Linked DNA regions of Bos taurus: region 1 is linked to region 2. Evidence: chromatin contacts called from public Hi-C data. All regions are on one chromosome and are shown on one strand. The core of a region is the stretch at or near the end of the contact, and the rest is flanking DNA. Distances in the headings are between cores, read along the strand shown. Region 1 holds the start of ITGB5 (integrin subunit beta 5). Region 2 overlaps ITGB5 (integrin subunit beta 5).

Evidence for each region. A called contact is a pair of places that touch in the nucleus more often than the background predicts.
Region 1: a Hi-C map of liver shows a contact between it and region 2, with 2.7 times the contacts expected there. The contact joins the promoter of ITGB5 here to the enhancer-like site in region 2. A contact is called at or near these places in 4 of 11 Hi-C or Micro-C datasets (blastocyst, liver, skeletal muscle and 1 more).

Annotation. Positions count from the first base shown.
Region 1 is chr1:69,310,722-69,313,421 of ARS-UCD2.0, reverse strand. ITGB5 (integrin subunit beta 5) reads left to right here and starts at 1,305. Exons shown (of 15, transcript NM_174679.2): 1 at 1,305-1,409. The coding sequence starts at 1,340.
Region 2 is chr1:69,194,355-69,197,054 of ARS-UCD2.0, reverse strand. It overlaps ITGB5 (integrin subunit beta 5), which reads left to right. Exons shown (of 15, transcript NM_174679.2): 15 at 1-165. Among named protein-coding and RNA genes, the nearest start is that of UMPS, 68 kb to the right of the region's middle. Within about 2 kb of position 1,449, at least 5 of the 102 cell types and tissues checked have an H3K27ac peak or open chromatin away from gene starts, as enhancers often do. A contact at or near this core is called in liver, where this site is marked.

The DNA.
Region 1 (2,700 bases), core at 56-2,555, 120 kb before region 2:
CTGAACTTTTGGACAAGGCATCCAGCTCTGTCGCTTTTGGCACGTTAATCCCTTTGCCTCAGTTTTCTCACCTGGTTAACAGTAGGGTTGTGGGAGAGGATTTCAAGAGTTAACAGGGTATTTACATTTCAGTGTCTGGCTAGCCATGGGCTCTTTCTGCTCTACGTGTTAGGCTGCTCTACTGTTATCTCCTTCTACGTGAAGACCACCTCTTCTTCTCTGGCCTACAAACCATTCCGGTCTTAACCCCCTCAACGTGGCGCAGCCCAAGCCCACCTGGTCCTTTACACATGCTGTTAGAAGCTCCCCACCCCATCCCTTACAGTCAATTTTAGAACCAGCTCTCAGATATAAAGAATAAGGTGAAAGGTTGAGCATCTGTTTTTAATTTGTTTCGCTTTATGGAAACCGCCAGCGTATCGAGATAAGAAAAACGCATAATAGCGACATATCGACCAATCTCAAATCCGCGTAAGGGGCAAAACTTTAAAGAGAGGACAGTGTGTTTCAGGTGTGCTTCCACGCCCCACGTTCCCCATGGAGCGACTCTCCTCGCGTTAACACGCACGGTGCCTTCGTCTCTCGGGCGAGCGCTGCTTTGGGAAGGTAGACCAGACTGCCGCTGCACGATTCCCCCCGCCCCCTTAAATTCAGCAATCCCAAGTAATCTCTGCTCTCGGATGGAGCGTGCCCTGCCGCCTTCCCGCAGGTCCACGCTGCTAGGAAAGCCCGGCAGACCCCACCCCGGGATTTAGACCCCCATTCCGGCCTCCAGGTGCGCCGGAAGCGACTTCCACCTGGATGCCCCCGGCCTCCCGTTTCGGGCCGGTCCCCGCGAGGGGCGGAGCTCGGCCCGCCCCGCCTTGCCGTCAGCGGACCGTGTGGCAGCCGGGCGGGGGCCGGGAAGGGGAGAGAAGGGGAGGAGTGAGGAGAGGAGGAAAGTGGAGCCCGGCGGGCCGGAGCGAGGAAAGGAAGGGAAGGGGTGGAGGCGACTGGCAAGAGTTTGCCGGCGCGCGGGGGAGCCTCCGCCCGGGACGCGTCCCGGAGCCAGAGTCGCGGCCGCAGCGCGGAGCCTGCTGTCCCGCCTCTGACCAGACCGCCCGCCGGGGCCGTCCCGAGCGGCGACACCCCGGGCGTCCCGGCCGGCGAGCCGGCGCAGCGGCGGCCCCGGGACTCGGCGGCGAGCGCTGCGGGAGGGATGGTGGCGGCGGGGCGCGGGCCAGAGCAGCCGCCCCCGCCTCCCGTCCGGCCGAGGCCCCCGGCCCTCCGCCCCCGCTCCCCGGCCGCACGCCCCCGCGGAGTCCGCCGCCCGCGCAGCCGCTGAGCCGGGCGCCCCACCATGCCGCGGGCCCCCGCGCTCCTGTTCTCCTGCCTCCTCGGGCTTTGCGCGCTCGTGCCCCGGCTCCCAGGTAAGCTACGCCGTCCGCTGTGCAGAAAGAAACTTCGTGGCCCCCCGAGCCGCCCGCCGGCGTCTTGGAGGGGCAGGGGCCAGGGCAGTTGTTTGAAGGTGGGAGGCGTCCTCGGGGACACCCCCAGGTGGCGAGCCGCCCGGAACGACCGGGTAGGGGGCTTTCAGACTGCGTGCGCCACCCCGTGCGCGGCCCGCCGCAGCCCCGCTGGGCTGTCGTCGGCCCCTGGTCCCCTCCCGGGCGAGGAGGAGCCTTCCTGTGTAAACAGCCCTGCCCGTCTGCTGACCTAGCCCGCGAGCGCCCGCTCCCAGTGCGCGGGGAGGGCCGCCGCCAGCCCCGCGTCGGGATCCGGGCTCTGCAACTCCCGGCACAAAGCGGCCCTTGTGGCCGGCCCGGGGCGGCCGGGCTGCTGGGAGGCGCCGGGTGATGCAGCCGGTGCCCCGATCGCGGGGAGCGCGGGGTAACTGGAGGCGCGTGACCCGGAGCCAAAGCGTGGGGTTCACGGCTACTTTCGAGGGCTAGACTCTTGCAAGCGTGGATGCCCAGGGTCTCCTGGCGAATCCTATAGTTTCACCCCACCTAGGCCAGCCGCCTTTCTTTAAAGATGTAAACACCCCTTCCTCCCCCAAGCTCCCGCATACCCGAGGGGAGACCCGCGTCCGAAACCACAGCCCCACCTGGGGACCAAACCCCACCTAGGATCTCGCGATCTACTTCCTTCTGCCTGGCTTTATGTCGGAGTTTACAAACACCCCGTGCAGCGTACTCCCCCTGATTCTGAAGGATTCTGGAGCAGGGGATGTGCAGTTGCACTCGCGCGATCCTGCTCTGGGCTGGCGTCTGTGTGAGGACCCTCAGTTACCTGCTTTAAGTTTTCAGAGTTGGGAGACTGCTGAGGAAGGATGCTGTGTTGCCGCTGGGGTTGCCAGGCAGAAGGAGCTACCCCCACCCCGTCCCCTCTAAAAGCAGGAAGCTCCAGACTTTCTCTTTTCCGGTAGGAGATAATTGTGTTGAGGTTCTCCGCTCACTTTCAAGCCTAAAATTCTTGATTGCTGTTCCGAACCTTGTGTCTGGCCAAGAGGGAGGGGAGGACGGTCCCCTGCAGAGTTTCATATACATGAAGGCAGTGAAGGTTGCTGTCTGAGAGAGAGGAGAGGTCTAGACAGACAAAAACTTTTTTAGGCGATATTTCAGACTTATTAGTGTAACAGGTTTCTTTCATCAGTCCAGAGCTTGGAGTGGATCACTGGTTTCCAGACACCCATCTGGCACCCAGTGCCCATTGCTCATG
Region 2 (2,700 bases), core at 200-2,699:
TGAACTACTGAGACGCGGGCCACATCCTCCTTCCGGGAGGGCTGGGCCTCAGATCTGGCCCCACGAGAGGGCTCTTGGGAGTGTCAAGAGTGTGTAAAATCCAGTCTGGCTTCGCTCATGTTGATCATGTTTGTATGAAATAAAATGATCGTGCATTTATGTATAGTTCTGATTCCCGAGAATTACCTGCCTGTTGTCTCTGCCTCGCACGTGGGTGTTGGTGACGGGATCGAGATTCCTGTTGGAGGCATGTAGTTTGCAGAGGTCAGCTTTTTTCTGTCCACGTTCATCTAGTACTTTTGTAATGAAAAGGAAAGAGATTGTTTGGGATTGAAAGTAAAGATTAAAACCAAAAGATTTTGTGTCTGACACTCTTCATGACATGCACTTACCTTTCTGAAGTCCCCAGCAGGGACACCACACAAGCCAGTCCAATACTCCAGACCAGGGCTCATCACACAGAGCTCCATGCAGTACTCCGGGCATTTGGCGGGGGCAGGGAGGCACTCCAGGGAGGGCTGAGCAGATGTCTTTGGACACTCCCAGCTTTTCCTTAGGTTCTAAACTGTGATGATCACCTCTTTGGCTTCTTTCCCGTGTCCCAGGTGTTAGGCTGCGAATTGTGCAGATGAAGAAGGGTCAAGATGTGGCTTCCACATAAAGTGACTTCTTACACATTATAACAAGTTTCCTGTCGGCTGTCCTTCCTGCAGGGCCCTTTAAGGCCTCTCTCTTTCCATATCTGAGTCAAATTATCTGATCCTATCCCCTGTTTATAGACAAGGAAACTGATCGCTGGAGAAGGGATGGGGCTTTCCTAGGTGTCATTAAGTGTAACTAATGACAAGCTGGTACAAAGAGCAGGCCTCACAAGCAAGGTACCTGCTCCTTTTTGTAACATCTCTTTCACTAATCACTTAGCTGCTGCTGGCATCACTTCAAGGCTATTGGGCTTTCATTCCAGATTCATCTGTTCTCAGCCTTGGACCAAATTCCCTTTACTTCATTTCAGCAAATGCTAAGACAAATGTCTATTAATAAACAGCCGTATTTATGACCTGGGGAAAATATGAACAGATTCGTGTTTCCTTTGTCCTGTGTAATTAGGATGAAACAGAGACCTTGCGGCTTGGTGAAACTGCCTTCAATCCTTTTTGGAATAAAGCCAAATGTAGGTAAATATACAAAATAGACACAGGATGGTCTTGTGACTTTTCCAAACTGAGAAAAATATGATTTCAGAAGAAACGTTGGATTTCTCTTTTGATTGTGGGTTTCCTGATGACATGGTTAACTTGTTCAAAGTCTAATTTTCTACCAGGTGGCTCTGTAAGGGCACAGCATTCTTGAGCCAGGGACAGAAAGAATGAATTGCTCCAGGCTTCCACCTGATGTGGAAGTTCGGGCTATTTCCTCGGTGACGCTGATGGCTGTTGCTCACAGTGCCCTGCTGCCCCCTGCTGGAGGCTCTGGGGACAGCTGTTCAGAGACCTGACGAGATTCTGACCCAGTGTGTGATCCCCTTCCTTTCTTTTGGTGATTTGGCCAGGTCCTCACTGCCTCCTGTTAACACAGATAATGGAGCAGGAGCTGAGGGTGCTCTGGACCTTTGCTCTGCCAAGCTCTCTCAAACCGAGGGCCCATTGTTGCTGGGCTGTGGAAGCACTCAGGTGAGAGTGAGCTGCAAAAGGACCTGCTGCTGTGTGGCCACTGGAGCACCTGCAAGGAGCACATGCCTGGTGGCCTCTGGAAAACTTTACTGTTATCTGTTTGGACAGGTAATTAGTAACGTGTTTGTTGGAAAGGAAGAGTGGAGGTGCTATTTACCTTTGTAATCAATCTTTGTTGACTTAATAGAGATTTCCAAATGGTACTTTATTCATTTTTAACAAGTTTTCTAATTGCAAAAGTAGCACATGGGAAAAATGAAAAAGAGATCAGAAGGAAAGTAAAAATCTTTTACAATCACAGCACACAGAGGCAACAACTCTTATCCTTTTTGTGGACGACATCTCAGTCTTTTCTCCCGTGCGTGTATGTGTGATTTTAACCAAATCTGAATTACACTGTCACTTTTCAAGAGGACTGGGGATTCTCATTCCACTTGGTTGACTAGTACTTAATCAAATTAAAGTAACTAACAGCTGCCTCTTCTGAGGTGGTATTTTTTTAAACTTGCTTAATCAGGTTCAAAGCTGGCGGTGATTATTGTGAAACTCGTGGGATGAATTTCAGGTAACAGCAAACAGATGGGGAGATCAGAGGGGCGGAGAGACGGCCCTTTTTTCTGTTCATGTGACATCTTAATTGAATAGCTTCTCCCTCTCTGGAGGGCTCTCGTTGTGTGGGGCTCCTGTTGCTTCTGAGAAGGGCAGCCTGGCGAACTCAGCTTGCACGGGCCTTTGTGACTGGCTGGGATGGGGCAGTGGAGTGGAGGACACTCAGGAGGAGGTAAGAGCCTCTGCAGCATCCTTGTGGACGTGTGGGGCCTGTGTGAGGCTTGGTGAGGTCTCTCCTGAGCTGACTTCTGTTTGCACCCAGCTCAGGGGCTCCAGGCTTCCCAGGAAGGACGTGGTTCCATTCTGATCCTCAGAGAAGGATGTAAGTGAAGGCAGGACAATGAGGGAGACAGTTGAGCTCAGTTGAGCTCCCACTGAGCTTGTGGCTTTAGGGATGGTCACTGCCCAGCCGGCCCCAGCT